Regions from separate parts of the Rattus norvegicus genome. Here regions 1, 2, 4 and 5 are each linked to region 3. Evidence: chromatin contacts called from public Hi-C data. All regions are on one chromosome and are shown on one strand. The core of a region is the stretch at or near the end of the contact, and the rest is flanking DNA. Distances in the headings are between cores, read along the strand shown. Region 1 has its middle 130 kb from the start of Btg1. Region 2 has its middle 68 kb from the start of Btg1. Region 3 has its middle 130 kb from the start of U2l1. Region 4 holds the start of Btg1 (BTG anti-proliferation factor 1). Region 5 has its middle 230 kb from the start of Btg1.

Evidence for each region. Hi-C and Micro-C count contacts between places; a contact is called where the count stands out from the background.
Region 1: a Hi-C map of liver shows a contact between it and region 3, with 6 times the contacts expected there. The contact joins two enhancer-like sites. A contact is called at or near these places in 3 of 12 Hi-C or Micro-C datasets (Schwann cells, kidney and liver) and 1 of 1 datasets of contacts at active chromatin or transcription factors (oligodendrocytes).
Region 2: a Hi-C map of liver shows a contact between it and region 3, with 4 times the contacts expected there. The contact joins two enhancer-like sites. A contact is called at or near these places in 2 of 12 Hi-C or Micro-C datasets (kidney and liver).
Region 4: a Hi-C map of liver shows a contact between it and region 3, with 5 times the contacts expected there. The contact joins the promoter of Btg1 here to the enhancer-like site in region 3. A contact is called at or near these places in 11 of 12 Hi-C or Micro-C datasets (the A7r5 cell line, the Rat2 cell line, Schwann cells and 7 more) and 1 of 1 datasets of contacts at active chromatin or transcription factors (oligodendrocytes).
Region 5: a Hi-C map of Schwann cells shows a contact between it and region 3, with 4 times the contacts expected there. The contact joins two enhancer-like sites. A contact is called at or near these places in 1 of 12 Hi-C or Micro-C datasets (Schwann cells) and 1 of 1 datasets of contacts at active chromatin or transcription factors (oligodendrocytes).

Annotation. Positions count from the first base shown.
Region 1 is chr7:33,352,498-33,355,197 of GRCr8, forward strand. No RefSeq gene overlaps it. Among named protein-coding and RNA genes, the nearest start is that of Btg1, 130 kb to the left of the region's middle. Within about 2 kb of position 1,309, at least 1 of the 93 cell types and tissues checked has an H3K27ac peak or open chromatin away from gene starts, as enhancers often do. A contact at or near this core is called in liver, where this site is marked.
Region 2 is chr7:33,294,713-33,297,412 of GRCr8, forward strand. No RefSeq gene overlaps it. Among named protein-coding and RNA genes, the nearest start is that of Btg1, 68 kb to the left of the region's middle. Within about 2 kb of position 1,344, at least 5 of the 93 cell types and tissues checked have an H3K27ac peak or open chromatin away from gene starts, as enhancers often do. A contact at or near this core is called in liver, where this site is marked.
Region 3 is chr7:33,964,972-33,967,671 of GRCr8, forward strand. No RefSeq gene overlaps it. Among named protein-coding and RNA genes, the nearest start is that of U2l1, 130 kb to the left of the region's middle. Within about 2 kb of position 1,355, at least 79 of the 93 cell types and tissues checked have an H3K27ac peak or open chromatin away from gene starts, as enhancers often do. A contact at or near this core is called in the A7r5 cell line, Schwann cells, liver and 1 more, where this site is marked.
Region 4 is chr7:33,226,768-33,229,467 of GRCr8, forward strand. It overlaps Btg1 (BTG anti-proliferation factor 1), which reads left to right and starts at 1,382. Exons shown (of 2, transcript NM_017258.2): 1 at 1,382-1,529; 2 at 2,326-2,700. The coding sequence starts at 1,382. The coding sequence ends at 2,693. LOC102550725 (a long non-coding RNA gene) reads right to left here and starts at 858. Exons shown (of 3, transcript XR_005486879.2): 1 at 388-858.
Region 5 is chr7:32,996,048-32,998,747 of GRCr8, forward strand. No RefSeq gene overlaps it. Among named protein-coding and RNA genes, the nearest start is that of Btg1, 230 kb to the right of the region's middle. Within about 2 kb of position 1,369, at least 8 of the 93 cell types and tissues checked have an H3K27ac peak or open chromatin away from gene starts, as enhancers often do. A contact at or near this core is called in Schwann cells, where this site is marked.

The DNA of each region.
Region 1 (2,700 bases), core at 59-2,558, 610 kb before region 3:
GGGGCGGGGCGGGGCGGGAAAGGGCAGGTAGGGAATCCTGCTGCAGTTGATGGGCTTCACAAACCTTTGAATGGAGATTTCATTTGATGTATCCATGGCGCATCATGTTCCATGAGCACAGAACTTTTCAAATTTGATGTTGCGGACCTCTGTTTTCCTTTCCTCTTCAGGTACACTAGAGGCAATCACACAGCTCCAGGTAGAGAGAAGACTCTCAAGGCCTGGTGCCATCTCACTCAGACTTCGTGCCTGTGTGTATGTTTAATTTCCCTTGAATTCTTTTAGTAATATCTCAAAAGGAAACAAAATAAACAAGAATTTAATCTATTCTGTTTATCTGGAAGCTTTACTCTTAACCTCATAAGGTTTTTCAACATAATTAGTTTTGACTACAGAGTTTATCAGCATTTATAGGTTTCTCAAAAAACAAAATGAAGGGCACATTCATTTTCTTATGCTTCACCAACTACAAATTTGAGATCATTTGAAATTTTAATTCTGAATTATAATAAAATAATAACTTTATACTCTGCATCAGTGATTTAAAATGGTTGAAACTGAATCGCGTCTTTAATTTTTTTTATGTGGAATATTTTCTTCTCTTGGCTTCTTACTTTTATTGGGACATGTATTTCAATGCATATTGATTCGGGTTTTAAGATCTTGTCTGCTGTGACAACGAGGATGAGACAGAGACCCTGGTAGGAGGAGGTCTGAATTGCAGATGGTCTCAAGGGTGCCACTGAGTGACTGGTGGACCATGTCTGTTTGGTCTGAGCCACAGTTAACTGCTGTCATTTCTGGGCTAACTGTTCTTTTTCTCACTTACCTCAGGACACAGAGGGGCCGTTTGGTAGACCAGCATACTAACTCTAAGTGCGCAGTACCACTTAGTCCTAGATAGAAGTTGTCCGTGACCTTCCTGCCTGAAGTGCTCCTCACCATCCACTCTGAGCTATTTGCCTATGAGTCTTTCTGCGCCAGTTCCTGGGTTTCACAGTTCTGACTTTGAGGTGGTTCACCATTCCTTCTGATTTCCAATGCTCTTATGAAATTGTGCATTTATTTGATTTCATCAGAGTAATTGGGATAGGTAGAAATGTCTGTTCAGTCTGCCTTTTGCTCCTTTCTGGACAGACAGACAGACAGACAGACACACACACACACACACACACACACACACACACACACACACCCCAAACCAACAGTTAAATTCTAACCCTGGTTTTCACTTCTTGTGTATGCTCTGTCCAGTGGCAAAGAGTGCATCACCAGGACAAATTGCACTGGTGCTAGTGGCTTCTGAAAAGCTATGATGGCGTGGAGGAGAGCCAGGACCCATGATGCAAGTGGCATTGCCCAAAACAAGTTTCTTTAAATGTACTCACTTCAAAAGGACTTTATACGTCTCTTTAGCGAAATCGATATTTTCCCACATGTTTAATTGACAGCCACACCATTTTCTGGAATAGCATTACTAAATTTCTTGACATTTTAACCAGTACAAAGATTAACTAATAGTGTATTAGGAAGTTCTGTGTTGAAATCTTGTAATGTAGTCCAAGCTGGCTCCTGCCTTTTCTTCCTGTGTATTGCAATCACAGGCATATATCACTCTCTGCCTGGCCAAACATGTTTTCCATCAAATGCACTATTTTAAGAAGGCTTCCTGCATTCCTGTTATTTGACTTGTGAGTTGGAGATTTCTTGCTGTGTAGTTTCAAACTCTTGATCCTCCCGCCTTATTCTCTTGAGTTCTGAGAAGACAAGTGTGTACTATCAGACATGGCTATTCCTCCATTCTTTAAGGTAAACTGTTTTTATCCATTGGTGAGAACTACTGATTTTTATCATGGACTTCTCCTTTTGAGATTATAATGTAAAATCTAAGAACTTCATTGATCTATAAAACATCCTTTTCGTTCTCGTGTGGATTAAGGTTAAGGTTAGAGTTAGCATCCTTGCATAGTACGAGCTAAATCCACGCTATGATTCATGATTTTCCTGAGGCAATGCAGTGTTCATAGACTAAAGAATTGGTGACTTACTTTGCCCAAACCGCTCTCCAAGTTTCTAGTTCCAATTTCATTGCCTATGCAGGAGAAGTAGGCAATATTTTGCTAAAGAGAAAGATCATTCCTTGTTAATATTTCTGACAGCTTGCAGTCTGTTCATTGGGAGCTTGCTTATTCCAACTTCTCGAGATCTGTCTGGTTCTGTGTTGCCAGTGCGATTGTTGCTGTCTTGCTCAACACCCGTGATTCATGCACATCCATGGGTATCTTTATATTTGACTTGGAGCGTCCTCTGATGTGTGCATTATCACTAGGTCAGATCTCTCTGTCCTGGGACACGTATTGGCTCTTGTTTAGTTTTGAGTACAAACAAATCTGGAGCAATAAAATGGCCCAGGGTATTTTGCCCTTGCAAGGAACATACTACACAGCTCATGCCAAGTTTTTCATGGTTTTTGTGAGAAAATTTTAGGTGCAGCAAAAGAGATGATTGGTTACATTCTCACAGCTGATTAGCTCCAACACAGAGTGGTATAAAGTGTGTGTGTGTGTGTGTGTGTGTGTGTGTGTGTGTGTGTGTGTGTGTGTGTGTGATGGGTGGGAAGAGAAGGCCTTAAAGATAATTCTTGTCACTGCTTTGAGTCAGATGATTCAGGCTGAGACAAGGCCAAACCTCGGAGATCTA
Region 2 (2,700 bases), core at 94-2,593, 670 kb before region 3:
GTCCTCTGCCATTTTCCTTCACGTGCCTTGCATGTACTGCTTCCACATAAAATTATTACTAAGGTTAGTTTGTTATTTTCACTGTAGTTTTCTAAAAGTAAACAGCTACATACAGGACTTGCAAAAGAAGATCAACAAATGCAACTCTCACTTCAATTATGAGAAATTGATTCAAACCTGACAGTGCTTGTGAGAGTGAGAAAATAGGAGATATTTGAAGTTTTCACTGGTTATTCTAGGATTCTTTCTGACAGTTCCAAAATCTGTCACACACCCTGTCCCCAAAGGGTGATTTCCTAAAAGGCATCCTTACAAAGTCCTGAAGAAGATACCTTAGGTTCTGTGACAAGGCAATAGCTTCCTTTAGGTTCCACTAGTTTTGATTTTAACTGTTAAAAAGTTACACACACACCCACACCCCTCACCCCCATCCCTCTAGTCATATGACTGTTTTAAATGTGCCACCAGCTGTCTGCCAACGAGAGACCCAGAAGAGAAACTGTTACTGGCCTCCCCCCAGAGAGACCTCCTTTATCTCAAAGAACTGAATTGCCAGGTGGAATTGAGTAAACTCTGGGGTTGCAACACAACTGAGGCATAAAGTTCACCATCAACGTAAAACAGCCAAGCCAGTTCTGCTTTTTAATGTCCTCTAAACTGAAGGGACAGAGCAATATAAACAAGGGTGAGGCCACAGCCACGGGGGAGTGAGAGCCATGTTATATTGACAGCTAATGAGTGAACAACAGCTCTGTCATCTTTATGTGCAGGATACTGCCTTGTTTATATGTCCCCAAAGTTTGCTGTGAAATCCCGGCCAGGAAGAGAAAAGTGTGGAAACTGCAAGAGAGGTTGTTTGTTTCTTGCTGGGTTGCGTGATTCACAGGCTAACAGATTGAAAAGAGCTTTGAGGAGAGCAACAAGTTGACACTCCTTGTTTACTTAAGTAAAGATGCTCTAAAATGGGCAAAGTTGAATGGCTTGGGGTTTCAAGTCTAACTTTGTAAAATGGGAGATAGAAACACCTAGATGGTCTGTTAAGATGAACTGTTTCTAACCTGTGTATTTTCCAATGACCTTCTCTCTCCTTTGACCAATGTCACACAGCTTATGTTAGATACAGAGAAGTGATTAGATAATATTTCTTAGTGTCGTGTCTCACTGATGCCCAGCGGAATCTCAGTATACCAGGATAAGAGTCCTTAAGTCTCTCAAATGAATGGACTCTGAGATTTTCCCCCACAGTTAGCTCTTTCAAACCTCCCACCCCCACCCCAGCAGCTTTTACCAGAGCTGCTAATGATTAACCAAAGGAACCGCCTGGATGGAAACTTTTTCAGACCTCTCCAGAGTGAGGCTTGCCAAGAGTAGTGCAGGGGGCAGCCAGAATAAGGAAGAGAAGTGCAAGCCAGGAGTCTGCAAAAAACACACATGTGCAACTGAACGTCTTGGCTCCTGGACAGAAAACGCCTCGAGACACCGAAAGCTCTTTCTCCCTTTGTATATTTACAGATTCAGGATCCAAACTCACAGCACCAGACGATGCTCTGTGTTTCCTCAGTGGTGTTTACTTAATAAGCCTGTCAGTGACTGGCTACAGCCTTGTCTCAATCACTGCCTCTATTTCAGCCATCTTGACCTTCTAAGGGAGACCCACGTAGGGGTTTTGGAAGAGGATGAAGAGAAATCTTTGGGGTGGGGATGGTTGGCTGGGGGCAGCGGTGGTTCATGGTGTTGGAACATAAAACAGTCTGTGCATGGTATTTCTTTATAGATGTTGGCAATCAAAGAATGTTTGAGTTAAGTATGAAGACAGAAGAGAAGCAAGTTACCCATAACTTCTACCTCAAACACTAATGAGAAAAATTTGCTTTGCTATGTGCTGGTTGTGGGAAGAAGGATGGTTGAGTGCCCTTTCATTTACTACTCCCTTCCTCTGATGAAGTTGGGTCAGAGAGAATTGCTGGGTCCCTGGAAAGTCCCCCTGGTTTTTGACAGGACCAGAGTCTACTGTCTTGTTAAAGATAGGTCAGCCCCACCCACTTTTTAGAATAAGAAGTCAAAATACCCTGCTACATACAATGTATTCACATTGATCATTCGATCAACTGACTCCGATCTATCAAATATTAAGAGGTTGTCATGGCCACCCACAAATCCCCAGCTCCTAGCACAGAACAGGAGGGGTTCAGTGGTTTCTTATTGAGCAAATGGATGATAGGCTGGTTTGAAGTTAGTTACCCTTGACTTAGGTGGTTTGCACCAATGTTGGCTGGTTGGATAATATGGCTCCACGTAGGGCAACTGCCTATGCATCACATGCCCCTGTCATGATAAAATGCCTGTCGTAAATACATAGGTTCAGGACAGGGGTGCTTAGCCTGGTGTGCTTGGGCAGAATGTGGAAGGAGGGAGCATGTGATACAGATGGGCAGAGAAAGAGAGAGACAGAGAGAGAGAGACAGAGAGAGAGAGAGACAGAGAGACAGAGACAGAGAGAGACAGAGACAGAGACAGAGAGACAGAGAGAGACAGAGACAGAGACAGACACACAGAGAGAGGCAGATAGAGACAGAGGAACAGAGACACCGAGAGACATACTGTTTCCAAGTAGGCTCCCACCTCTCAGTAAAAGCCATCCTAGTCTGAATCCATCAAGGGTTGGCCCAATCATCAGTTCAGAATCTGATTGTCAACACG
Region 3 (2,700 bases), core at 105-2,604:
CCCTTCCGGCCCACAATCCTCCTATTCTTCCATAAGAGTCCCCAAGCTCCACGTTCTGTTTGGCTGTCCGTGTCTGTATCTGTCTGAATCAGCTGCTGGGTGGAGCCTCTCAAGGGCAATACACTCCTGTCTGCAAGCATAGCAGAGGATCTTTAATAGTGTTAGGGATTGGCGCTTGCCCGGGGGAAGGGTCTGGCATCGGGGCAGCTTCAAGGCCTGGAGCTGAGCAAGTATAGAACATGACCAATGCGGTATACATACGGTGGCCAAACGCTCTTCCACTGCCGCCACCTCACGCTATTTCTGTTAAAGCTCCTGGGCTCCCTACCACAATTATACCTACCTGCCCAACGATCAATTCCTCTAGCTGCTGTTAGGACAACCCGATTAAGCAAACTTCATAAAAGTCACAACAGTGCTTAAGGGAATAGACGTTGTTTGGAGCTATCGAATGCTGACTGCGTGCATGCACACAATCACACCGTCTTCTGGGAGTACAGTTGTTGAGAAATATAATTAATAAGTAAATTTTATTCTTTGTCTTTTAGTTCCTTATAAATGTGTACAAAGCATTATAATTGAGCGTAATAGGAAACAGAAAAGTGCACTGCTCTTTCAGTTTTGCTAGATGAATATGAATGGAAAAACCAGCTTCCAATATGTGCTTTGGAATAATCTTTCACAGATAAATATATTATGCTTTTTCCCAAACAGAAAATATTTGGGTATCGTGGGTTTAACACACCCAATTAGACTATAAACTTTTGTTCCTATTTTACCCAGAAGCTTGGCTTTTTTAGATGCCACACCAGGAGTAAAGGTTTGTTAGGTTTCGTTTATGAATCCTGTATCGTGAAATCTATGCTCAAGAGGAAAACGTGTGCTGAACAGATAGTTTTCTCTGTGGTTAATATGTAAACCATGTATGATCTGAATTCTTTTGCCAAAACACGTCTGGACTGGGTACATTACACGGGTTGCTCGCATAAAAATGTTGGAGACTATAAGGCATCAGTGACACCATTTTATTGTCGTTATTGTAATCTAGTTTAAAATCGCGATGTGGTTTAGGAGAGCCTGTCTTAAGTCACAATTCCAAGTTCCTGTACGAACATTTGTCTTCTGTGGCACTAAATTCCCTGTATAGTAAATCTTGTTTTCAGTTGCTTTGTCCCATAGTGTTGATCAAAAGCCATGCTTAAGGATTTCAAATAGCGACAGCGCCCCCCATCCCTCCTCTTTGGTCTAAAGGTACCCATCACATCCTATTTCTTTCCTTAAAGATTACAGAGAAGCCCACGCAGTAGAGATTCGTCTACTGTGCAACAGCGACCCCTGGCGGTCCGATGCTTTCAAGGCGGCCAGCACCCAGAACTGTCTCCCATCAAGTCCCTCTTTGTTTTCCTAATCTAGAGAGCTATCAGTACACGGACCAGGAACTGTCTTTGAGAATGTGGGCTGTGTTTGATATCCAGAATCTACAGCTCAAAGTTTCACTACTCACTGTGCACAAATCATAGGTCTTTGTTTTCTCTTTGTGACATTTAATAAGAAGAGGTTTTTTCCCCTTTCTTCTTGCCAACGAATCGTAACAGCAAACGAGCACGTTAGTCAAAAGTCTTTGATGACTTTTTGTTTGGGACGAGAAAATGCCTGAAAAGTAAGTAAAAGTCTCGGGGACGTCGGGAAAGGAAAAGAATAATGCTTGTAGCACGAACACCCGCATGATTCATCGGTAAAAGCTAAGCGCTGGTTTCATTTCTTTTGTAGATTTCCCCTGCTCCCCCTCACTCCACCCCCCTCTTTGTTCCGCTTCAAACCTTTCAGAGGGCTAAAATGCATTATTACCTTGTTAAATCTCTACCCAAATCATTTCTACAGCCCGAAGCTGTTTTGACATGGGTTGAGCATCTCACACACACAAAAGAATTGCTTTTGTTCCCAGAAGCTCTCATTGGCTGAACGGCCGCCCTTACGGACCAATCAGAATCTAGTTGTCAGGCTTGGCAGGCTATTTTTAACCCAACACACAAAAACACTGGGTCTTGGAGGCAGTCCGCTGTAGAATGAAAGTCTCCATAGTAAAAGGCAACAGCTGAATGTGTTTTGGATGTCACGGCGTGTTTGACATTTTCTCTTTAATTCCGTATACACTGTTACATTAGCATGTGCTTTTTGTAAACAACTAAGTCAGAAATGGACCTGCGCCTCCTCTCCTCTCCCCTCCTCCCCCGGCTCTGAATTACCCTTTTAGGAAAGGAAAGCCTAAAATATATTGTATTCAGGCTTGATCCAAAAACAATTCACGATGTGTGGAGATAACTCTCTCTCTCTCTCTCTCTCTCTCTCTCTCTCTCTCTCTCTCTCTCTCTCTCTCTCTCTCTCTCTCTCTCTCTCTCTCTCTCTCTCTCTCTCTCTCTCTCTCTCTCACACACACACACACACACACACACACACACACGAGTTTTTCAATAGGAGTACCTTTTTATTTAACAAGGGATTTTTGTAGATTTTTTCATCTTGGGTGGACTAAATTTTCAGCAGTGTCTGGATTAGAGTTACAGTGATATCCATCTTTCCCCCTTACTTTTTAAATATATATAATTAATACAATATGCATATACATTATGTGGGGCAACTAAAAATATAAATATTCAGTGCGGGGTATTTTTGTTTGGGGCACTTAGTTAAAGCATTGTT
Region 4 (2,700 bases), core at 132-2,631, 740 kb before region 3:
GGACTTCAGTTTTTTCCTCCCTCTCCCCTCTCCTACTTTAATAGAGTTGGGTTAACCCTATTTTGGGCCTAATAGTTTTAGCAGGCTCATGCCTTCCTTCTTTCCAGGCTGTTTTCAAGCAACTTTGCCAGTGAATGAGGGTGTCTAGGTTTAACATTCTGAACAAGGTTCAAGTTTTATTTTTCGTCTGTCTTAATAGCAGCACAACTTTAAAGTTCTGACATTACTTGAACTACAAAAATTTAATAAAAAACAAATTTGGTTGTGTGTATAGTACATATGCATAAAATACATATTATTTTCAAAAACCACCTTCCTTGTTTTGTTTTGAACAGATTCTGTTATATTTTCTTCTGAAATAACAGCCACACCGGCCTTACTTACTACCTGTTTGCCAATTAAACTTTTACAGACACATTTCCACCTTTCCCGGAGCAGTGGGTTCCCGGGTGTCTGCAGCCCCTTAGGGTAATGGCTCGGATTAAGCAGCAGGATAGCTCCTGGGAGCCGGTCCTTCCATTCCCCGCATTCACCGGAGCCCCAGACTCTGCCGCCGCACGCTCCTCCTTCCAGAGCTGCCAGCCAAGCCGTCTGGAGCTGGAATCAGATGTAAAATGGGGTACGCACGGGGCAGGGGCTGCGGAGACCGAACCCCGGTCCTGCCGATCCGGACACACCACCATAATTGAGTCTAGAATCCCAGACCAGAAGCGGGGACCCGGACTGCCGGGTCCCCACTGGCCAGGGTCCGAGGCGGAGTTATCTTGGGGGCGGAGCTTTCACACGCGCCTCCTCGGCCTCTCTCTCCACCCTCCACCGCTCCTGCGTCTCAGGCTGCCACTCGGGGTTTATTTGTTTACAAGCAGATTACGTCAGCTCCTCCCTCTCTTCCCGGCCTCTGGGCACGCCCCCTGGCGGCCCTTCTCCCGCCCCCTCCGGCTCCGAATCTGCCTGCGTCACAATGGTGCGATCTCCGGATTGGCTGGCGTCCTCCCTCACGCTCCAGGTACGCCACTTCCTTTCCGCAGCACTATAAAATGAGCTGCACGGCGGCGGCAGCTCTTCGCCCCTCGGAGCTGGAAATGCAACTCTTGGGATCCTCGGAGGCTACCGAGCTGGAGGCGGAGGCGGCTGGGGAGGTCCGAGCGATGTGACCAGGCCGCCATCGCTCGTCTCTCTCTGTCTCTCCTGCCGCCTCCTGGCTTGAAAATAACTTTTTTACTCTAAAGGAAAGAAAAAAAATCCCCTAGAACCAGTAGCCGTCCGCGCCTCGCGCCCTCGCTTCCTCTCGGCCGTCGGGTCTGGGCGGGAGCCCGGGGTGGCCGCTCCGCCGTCGGGGCCGAGCCCCGGCCGCCCCGGGCCACCCCCGGCCGCCGCCCCCATGCATCCCTTCTACACTCGGGCCGCCACCATGATAGGCGAGATCGCCGCCGCGGTGTCCTTCATCTCCAAGTTCCTCCGCACCAAGGGGCTCACGAGCGAGCGACAGCTGCAGACTTTCAGCCAGAGCCTGCAGGAACTGCTGGCAGGTGAGCGGGTCACGGGACCCGTCGCGGGTCGCCACTAACGGGCGCGTCCCGGTCGTGGCTGGGGGGGGGGGGGCTGGGCGGCAGGGCGCCGCGACACGCACAACAAAGGATCCGAAGCGGTGCGACGCGGAGCTGCGCCCCGACGGCTACCGGCGGGTGGCGGGGAACAAAAGACCCAGGGCCCGGAGTCCGGTCAGTCCCCTCTGCCAGGTCGCCGCGACCGTTGCGAGGGTCGGCGGCTGAGCTCCTGAGTGGCTTGTCGCCGCCGTTCCTCTGACCCGACCCGGCCCGGGACGGACGTGCCAGGGCTCCGCACCTCCTATGCCTCTTGCCCATTAATCATCGGATTTGTCACCGGTACAATTACAACCCAGCCCAGATCTTGGTTTAGAGTTTCTTGGTTTTCTTTCCTTTGGGGTTAACTGACCATAGTGGCGTTGTCTTACTCTTAACCCCCACTAAAGCCATAAAGTCTATTGTATGCGACCCCGTTGGGGTGGAGAAAGTAAACAGGTTCCCGCCCGGTCGCCTGTGCCTTCTAGCTAGTTGGCCATCCCGGGCTGCGCGCGCGATTCCTGTTTTGGCGGCTCAACCGGTCAGTACCCGGACAGTGTTTGCCACACTGCGCTTTTCTCCATTCGGTCTCGCAAGAGCGAATTCAGTCCCGGACATTTGTAAAAGTTGGTGGTTTTGGTTTTCGCTTCTCCAAGAAGCTGACAGGAGGAGGAAAGTAACAGTACAGTACGGCTTAGGTTACTACGGTTCTAAGCATTGTTTCTGTTCTTTCCTTCCACAGAGCATTACAAACATCACTGGTTCCCAGAAAAGCCGTGCAAGGGATCAGGTTACCGTTGTATTCGCATCAACCATAAGATGGATCCTCTGATTGGACAGGCAGCCCAGCGGATTGGACTGAGCAGTCAAGAGTTGTTCAGGCTTCTCCCAAGTGAACTCACACTCTGGGTTGACCCCTACGAAGTGTCCTACAGGATTGGAGAGGATGGCTCCATCTGTGTGCTGTATGAAGCCTCACCAGCGGGAGGTAGCTCTCAAAACAGCACCAACGTGCAAATGGTAGACAGCAGAATCAGCTGTAAGGAGGAACTTCTCTTGGGCAGAACAAGCCCTTCCAAAAACTACAATATGATGACTGTATCAGGTTAAGATATAG
Region 5 (2,700 bases), core at 119-2,618, 970 kb before region 3:
GAGGAAAGAACTTTGGTCCTCGTGTTTGCATAGCAAGCACTTTGCCGACTGAGCACTCCCAAGCCGTACCTTCTAATATTTAGAAAAAAGATAGATGGCCTCCATTTCAACATTGGACATGGGCCCAACAAGGCTAAGAACGGTTCTACCTGTGTTTTACAGCTTTCTCATGCAATGGAAACGAGGGAGCTATGAAGGCAGTGGTGCTAATATAAGAATCGACTGACCAGGAAATCAACCACATATACACAATGGACACCTGAAGGGACTTGTTTCTGCTTGACCACACTCTCAGCTCTAAATCCCAACTGTATAACCAATAGATTTTAGGTAAATTTTGCTTTTCTTTTTTTCCCCATTTATTTGTTTGTTTGTTTGTTTGTTTGTTTGTTTTTTTACCTTATTCACATCCCAATGGCTGCCCTCTTCCTCCTTGTTCCACCCTCACACAGTCCCTCTCCTCATCTCCCCTCCCCTTCTCCTATGAGGGGGTAGAGCTCCCCCACCAGTATCTCCCCACCTTTGGTTGTTAAAAGAAAATCCAAGCACAACCTGTAGAATCTCTAATTTCTAACTGGATCATTTCCAATCCACTGTTCATTTGCTTATAGTGGTGTCGAATGCAGTTCAACAATGATAGACTTGATTTAAAAAGTCAGCATCCAAATATCTTGACATTTTTCAAGTCTGAGAATCCAATCCAATGGTAGTGAACAGAGAGGCACGGAGAGGTACAGAGCTACAGAGAAAATAGTTTGATCAGAAACTCAAAGGAGCTCTCATATTGGGTTTTCTCTGACATTATTGATGATAACACCAGGAATTGGCTTCTGCATCTCAGGGAATAACCTGTTTTTCTAGTGGTCATCCAAGCAGAAGGTCTCGGAAAGTACAACAACCAACTCCCCCACCCCACCCCCATGCAAATCCTCCACCAAAATATCACATTGTCAGTTCTGTGTTTCAGACCCAAAAGAGCTATGGCAGCATATTCTCACACTGTTGCTGTTTAATGCTTTATAGATCAATGAAGAACAAGGGACAGCCCGTTTTTCCTGGAGAGTAGCTCCTTTAGAAATTAGTAAGGATTAGTAAACCCTTGTTTAAACATCTCTTTGGAATCACTTTGCAAAGTTTACTTGAAACAATGAAGTTACTGTCCAGCACAGGAGTCTAATTTCCCTGGGAATCACACATTCCTACCTGCTTCCATTGCTTTGTGGTTGAATGTGTATTAAGTCTGACATCCATGTCTAACCCAGAGGGACAAATGGGTTCCTCTTGTAAGCTCTCATTGCCACGGGCTCTATGTCTAATCAGACAATCAATATGGTTAACATGTGCCAACCTCGCCAGCGGAGAATAAGTGAGCCCGTTGAGTCCAGGACGCTGGAGAAAGCGTGTGAGGAAGCTGTGTGAATGGGGTTCATTGTTTGCCCGTGTTTTAAATGTTCTCGTTTTTCACAACATTTTATGGAGAGCTCTTAAAAGGCCTTTATTGATAGAGATACTCATTAAATGTCAGTTTTAAAAGGAGTGTTGTTGATGTAATGTCATACAATCTGCTTTTGCATAAAGCCTTTTTATTCTGGTGTTCTGACAAGGGCTTTGCCATGCCAGCCCTCCCACCAGATCTCAAGACAGAAGCCCTCCCCTTCTAGACGAAAGCTCTGAAACACGGGGCTGTTATTAGATCAGATGCCTTAGATGGCGGGACCTTTGCTGCAGGCTGGCCTTTCACTGTCATAACCAGTCCTCATTTATTCAGTGCACAACCATTTGCTGGACATCTGCCATATAATGTAGAGACCAAAGAAAGGTCGCACTTTTGTTGTCAGTTAGTTATGTATTTTGTTTTTGTTGTTGCTGTTTTGTTTTCTTTTCTAAAGGAGCTGGTATCCTTAGGTTTTAGTGCCAGAAAGAGACATGCAAATTAGTCAACAGTAATGCATTGTGCCAAGTGTGAGAGGGGATGGGGCCTGCGAAGCCAGACAGTTCTGAAAACTGATTCTCCTCAGCACGTGACCTAGATCCTGGCTTAGGGAGGCACTGCAAATGTGGGCACTGGCGAGAAACGAAGAAAGGTAAGCCTGTGACAGCATGCTTGTTAGCTCAATGGAGCCATTCCACATCTTATGCATACAGCAAGCCATCCTGTTACATACCACAAACAGATGCAAATGGGTTGTTAACTGTGAAAAAATTTACGAAGAGAAACAAGACAACATATTAGCAACAAAGGCACCAATGAAATCCTTGGAAGGGAAGAGAGAGAGTGAGGGAAGAGAAGGGGGAAACAAGAGAGGGAAGAAGGGAGGGAAGAAGGCCACATATACCCAGGCTCCGGCACAGCTCAGTTTTGAGGTGGGAAGGTCGCTGAGCTCTCTCAGCATTCCTGGTCTCCCCTCATGGGGTTTGATGCTCGGTCAACTTTGAAAATCACTAGCTGAGTTCAGATTCTCCAGCTCTGCTACAGATTAGCGTAACCAGGGCAGCTCTTCACCAAACTCCCAGTGCTCAGGCCCCATCCCAGTCCCACAGGCCAAACTCGGATGAGGATGGGTTGAATCCCTAGCACTCCCTACACTGGACAAGGTAACACCTACCAGTAATCCCAAAACTCAGGAGGTGAAGATGGGAGGATCATAAACTAAAGGTTATCCTTAGCTCCAAGGCAAGTTTGAGGCTAGCCTGAGCTAC